2 separate regions of the Sus scrofa genome follow, and region 1 is linked to region 2. A link is a contact called in public Hi-C data. All regions are on one chromosome and are shown on one strand. The core of a region is the stretch at or near the end of the contact, and the rest is flanking DNA. Distances in the headings are between cores, read along the strand shown. Region 1 overlaps RNF217 (probable E3 ubiquitin-protein ligase RNF217). Region 2 holds the start of LOC110256655.

What was found. Hi-C and Micro-C count contacts between places; a contact is called where the count stands out from the background.
Region 1: a Hi-C map of liver shows a contact between it and region 2, with 4 times the contacts expected there. The contact joins the enhancer-like site here to the promoter of LOC110256655 in region 2. A contact is called at or near these places in 1 of 5 promoter capture datasets (liver), 5 of 47 Hi-C or Micro-C datasets (alveolar macrophages, blood, liver and 1 more) and 2 of 2 datasets of contacts at active chromatin or transcription factors (alveolar macrophages and skeletal muscle).

Annotation. Positions count from the first base shown.
Region 1 is chr1:37,865,027-37,867,726 of Sscrofa11.1, reverse strand. All of the region lies in intron 1 of RNF217 (probable E3 ubiquitin-protein ligase RNF217), which reads left to right. Among named protein-coding and RNA genes, the nearest start is that of RNF217, 46 kb to the left of the region's middle. Within about 2 kb of position 1,431, at least 1 of the 83 cell types and tissues checked has an H3K27ac peak or open chromatin away from gene starts, as enhancers often do. A contact at or near this core is called in liver, where this site is marked.
Region 2 is chr1:37,910,834-37,913,533 of Sscrofa11.1, reverse strand. LOC110256655 reads right to left here and starts at 1,315. Exons shown (of 3, transcript XM_021072815.1): 1 at 754-1,315. The coding sequence starts at 1,219. RNF217 (probable E3 ubiquitin-protein ligase RNF217) reads left to right here and starts at 1,412. Exons shown (of 6, transcript XM_021072754.1): 1 at 1,412-2,394. The coding sequence starts at 1,516.

The DNA.
Region 1 (2,700 bases), core at 182-2,681, 46 kb after region 2:
TTAGAAATAATGATTTGATTTTTGGTTTGATTGGCAAATCTGTATCATCTTTGAATTCCTTATTCATTATGTATATATACACACACGTGTGTGTGTGTGTATATGTATATATATAGTCTTTTTAGGGCTGCACCTGTGGCATATGAGGTTCCCAAGCTAGGGGTCAAATCAGAGCTGTAGCCACTAGCCTACGCCAACAGACACAGCAATGCAGGATCTGAGCCGCGTCTGCAACCTACACCACAGCTCACAGCAACGCGGGATCCTTAGCCCACCAAGCGAGGCCAGGGATGGAACCTGCGTCCTCATGGATACTAGTCGGGTTTGTTAACCACTGAGCCATGATGGAAACTCCACCATTTATTATATTTTGATGATTATAGTCCATATCTATTTAAAATGCCTATTTTATAATTCCTTAAGTTGAAAGTATCCTTTCAGAGCTTCCAGTAAAATATCTTTGAACAACATATTCATTTGTCATGGTGGTTTTTCAGATATAAAATATTAACTGTTTGCTTCCTGAAAGTTAGCATTTCTAAAAGATTATCTTTAAAGGCCCAAAGGGAAAAATATAGAAAAATATTTGAACTGACTGATATTTAATGTTGATGTTTTCATTGATTCAGCATTATTATATTATTGAGCATTTACTACATATAATATAAACTGGTCATGGTTCTAGGGATACAGCAGTTAACCAAAAGGAGGCCCTGCCCAATTTTTGGATCTTAATTCTAGTGGGGGGGGGGAAGCAGATAATAAATAAATATACATAGTAAGACGGTGACAGTGGTTATTGCCGGAAGAATAAGAGGAAATGTAGAGGTAGGTAAGGGAAGTGTATGTATATTTATTATATATATATTTATACACGCTCTCTTTTTTTTTTTCTTCGTCTTTTTGCCTTTTCTAGGGCCGCTCCCACAGCATATGGAGGTTCCCAGGCTAGGGGTCGAATCAGAGCTGTAGCTGCCGGCCTACACCACAGCCACAGCAACGCGGGATCTAAGCCGTGTCTGCAACCTATACCACAGCTCACGGCAACGCTGGATCTCCACCCCACTGAGCAAGGCTGGGGATCGAACCCACAACCTCATGGTTCCTAGTTGGATCCGTCAACCACTGAGCCGCAGTGGGAACTCCTACACTCTCTTTTTGAGAATGTGGTCATGGAAGGCTGCACGGGTAATGATTTGGTTCAGAAAAGCCCTGAGTGAAGCAAGGGAATGACAAGGCATGTAAACCCCAGAGGAGGAGCCTTCCAGGGGGCAGGCACAGTTCCTATTCATCTACCATATCTAATTCATATTAAATAGTATAATAAAAGGGAAATGTGAGGCTTCTGAAAGAAAGGACACAACAGGAATACTCCATGAACGCTCATTGTATTTCAGTCATTCATTGTGTCATCTCACTGAGTGCCAGCTGGAAAGAGCACAGTATTTTTCATCTAGCAGATCAAGGTCCAGATCACTAGTTGGCCATTATTTACCTACTGGATAATGTTTATAAGGTAAATAATATATAACAGCACCAAAAAGTAAATGCAGTTATTATTTGTTGCTGTTAAGCTAGCAAATTAATTTGTGAAATGTTAGGATAAATCCTAGAGATATAATGCCCTCCAAGATACATGTGCAAGTTATACAAGGTCAGCCACCTCCAGCTGGTTACTCCTCAGCCTGTTACTCATTACTGTTAAATAGGAACTGTCTCTATACCAAATTCAGGGCTTATATGTTACACAGCTCCAGAGGGTACTGTTAAGGTAGACAGCCCCAGGTAGCACCATTCATGTTGGATTCCCTGGCTTTAGGTAGAATGGATGGCCCTGACTATACTAGGTGATCCCAGAATAGACTAGAAGCTCTTCTATACTTTTATCAAAATACCAGTGTGTAGTATATAGGAAAAGATTTTGTTTGTTTGTTTGTTTTTTGTTTGTTTTTGTTCATTTGTTTGTTTTGGTTTTTTTTTTTGCCATTTCTTGGGCAGCTTCCGCAGCATATGGAGGTTCCCAGGCTAGGGGTCGAATCGGAGCTGTAGCCACTGGCCTACACCAGAGCCATAGCAACGTGGGATCTGAGCCGCGTCTTCAATCTACACCACAGCTCACGGCAACGCCGGATCCTTGACGCACTGAGCAAGGCCAGGGATCGAACCCGAAACCTCATGGTTCTTAGTTGGATTCGTTAACCACTGAGCCATGATGGGAACTCCCAGGAAAAGATTTTGAATAATGATGGTAATAACTAACACTTACTGAGTTTGTACTGCATTCCAGGCTCTACCATAAATGCCTTGCATGGATTAGCTCACTAATCCTTGGAAAAACTGTATGAGGTATGTATAGATGATGCTAAAGTATAGATAGAAAAATAAAATTACAATTACTATGAAGCTCTGCTTTTCCCTGATTAATATTATGATTAAATTACTTGGTACAGCTATTAATTGAACAGTGTCCTTCCTGATGATGGAAATAGGATATGACTCTATACAGATTCCACCATCCCACTCTAGATAGAATAATTAGCCTCGAAAGATAATTAGCCTCGAAAGATAACAGAAGCTTTCAGCCAGTTTTTGTCAGAAACAGTTCAAAAATCAAATACACCAAAACCAAGCTTTTCATATTGGTTAGATGCTTGGCATTCTGATGGACAGTAATAAAGATGATCCAGTGACTGATCCATT
Region 2 (2,700 bases), core at 66-2,565:
GCTAGTCACCTTTCTATCATTTGTATCCGAACAATATTTTAGAACAACCAATAACAACTTCAAGAGGACAATTTTGACACACTTCACAGCTCCTTCCTATTACATTAATGCGTAAATTGAATTCCCTCTCAAGATGGGGGAAAAAGTAAAAGGTTGGCTTCCCAAAAATGTTTTCATTGGCTTTAGGGAACTAAAATGCACCAGTCTGGGTGACTAATACTTCCTGGAAAATAAAGATAGATCAACACATAATTAAGTTCTGGCTCAAATATAATTGTTGTCTTGGAAACAGTTTTGGGGTAAATATGGTTATGCTAATGAAACTTTTCATGATTTCCACCAATGATCCAGTTTATTAACTAGGCCAGACCATCTTACTACCTTATGCTACAAATTTTGGAATATTCAAGGGGTTAAAAAAGTTCCTAAGAGAACTGTGACAAGGAGGGAAAGGGATACATCTTAAATTCGTTATTTATCAGCTTTCATAAGGCTTCCAGTTGGAGGAGTAGGTTAAGAGTGCTTTTTGGCGTATTTGTGGCTTTCAAACATCCTTCCTACTTCATTAAACAGAAAACTATATATACCGCGTTTTGAATTAATAATTCCTAGCGTTATTTCTCTGAACTCCCTCTTCGGAGGATTTAAAATGAGACGAACTCAAGAGGAACACGCGACACCAAAGCCCTCAAGTAGCCAGTGTTTTCTAGTTCCAGCTTTCAGTAAAGAGTTTTGTAGGAAGTTTCTACTCACAGCGTAGCCCAAAGGGCAGCTTGCCTGCTCTGGAGGTTTTGGTCGAGGCCCAGTGTGAACTCCGGGCGCGAGAGCGCATCCCGGCTCTGAGATCACACCCACTCGGGGTGTGCGTGAGTGAGTGCGCGGTGCCCGCGCGCGTGTGTACGTGTGGGGAGGTGTGCGCCAAAGGGGTGGGGTGAGGGGCGGCGAAGAGTGCTCTAGGTGAAGCACGAGGAGCGGGAGAAGGAGGTCGCGCGCTCCGGCCTCTCCCCCAGGGGCCGCGGCGGCTGGCTCGCGCTCCGGCTGCCCCTCCGGGTGCGCGCCGCGGCGGCGCCACAGGCCCCTGGACCCTTGGACCACCGCCCTCCGGCCGCCCGGTTTGCAGCGGGGTCCGGCGATGGCGCGGGACTGACGGCCGCCTCCCCTCAGACCCTTCTGTCCCGCCCGGGGCTCCCGGGGGCCGCGGCACCGCCCCGACCTGCATGTGGGGAGGGCGCGCCGGTTGCCGGAGCGAGCGGCCCTCGGCGCCCCCGAGGCGGTGCCCCGCCGCGCGGGAGGACGAGGAGGAGGAGCCGCGGGCCGGGCCGGGCTCCCTGCGCGCCGCTGCCCGGGAGCACGGGCTCCCCGGAGGGAGCTCGGGGCGTCCCAGCCCCGGAGGAGGGACCCGGAAGCAGAAGCGGAGCCGCGAGTCGAGCCGAGCCTCTGCCCCCGCTGCCCGCCGGCGCCGGGTAGGGGTCCCGGCGGCTGGATGGGCAGCGGCGGCTCGGGCCGCGGGCGGCGATGGGCGAGGAGCAGAGCACGGTGAGCGGCGGCGGCGGGCCCCGGGAGGCGCGGACTCCCGCTAGTGGCGCCGCGGGCCATCCCGAGCCCCCGAGGCCGCCGGGGGACAGCGCCGGGGCGCCCGGGCCGCGCACCGCCTCCGCGGAGCTGAGCGGCCGCAGCTGCGGAAGCAACTCGGGCTGCGCGGATACGAGCGCCCCGGAGCCAGAGAGGAGCCGGGGAACTCCGAGCTGGAGGAAAAGCCACGCGCCGGGTCAACCCTCGGGACTGGCCCTCACCGGGCCCCTCAACCCCCAGGCTTTGCAACAGCAGCTGGCCAAGGAGGAGGAGGAAGCGAGGAGCCGAAACGAGGGAGGGGATGAACAGCAGGAGGCGCCCCCGGGCGAGGAGTCCGAGCCCCGGACCCGCGTCGGGGTCCCGGACGGACTGGTCCTGGACGTGCTAGGGCAGCGGCGCCCGCCTCCCGCCAAGAGACAAGTCTTCTGCTCTGTTTTCTGCGTGGAGAACGACCTGCCCGAGGTCCCCTCGGCGGAGCGGCTTTCGCTGACCGCGTCGTCGCCACCTCGGGCTCCTCCAGTGATCAACCCTCCCAGCACCCCCTCCTCCTTCCCTAGCCCCCCGCTGTCTCTCCCAACGGACCCCCTGTCTCCCGACGGCGGCAGCATCGAGCTGGAGTTCTACCTGGCGCCCGAGCCATTCTCCGTGCCCAGCTTGCTGGGAGCTCCACCCTACTCTGGCCTGGGTGGGGTCGGGGATCCCTATGCGCCCCTTATGGTGCTGATGTGCCGGGTGTGCCTGGAAGACAAGCCCATCAAGCCCTTGCCCTGCTGCAAGAAGGCCGTGTGCGAGGAGTGCCTCAAAGTCTACCTGAGTTCCCAGGTAAGCTCAGCACCTCTATCCTTCCTCTGTTCCCCATTCAGCATTCCAGAGCACTGGCCAGGATGGCCAGCTCGCCAGCTCCCTGCTCTGCTCGCGGGAGGAGGTGATGAATGCCCTTACAGAGGACCTCTGTCAGTTTCTCACTTCTCTGTTGTTGTCCTTAGAATATTTAAGTGTGTTTGTCTTCACTGGTTAAGGTGACCGGAATTTAATTCTGCGTGAACTTCAGGCTTTGATCAGCAACCGTAGAACCAGGTGGTACACTTGAATTGCCCTCTGCTTATTTCTTTTATTAGATTGCCAGCA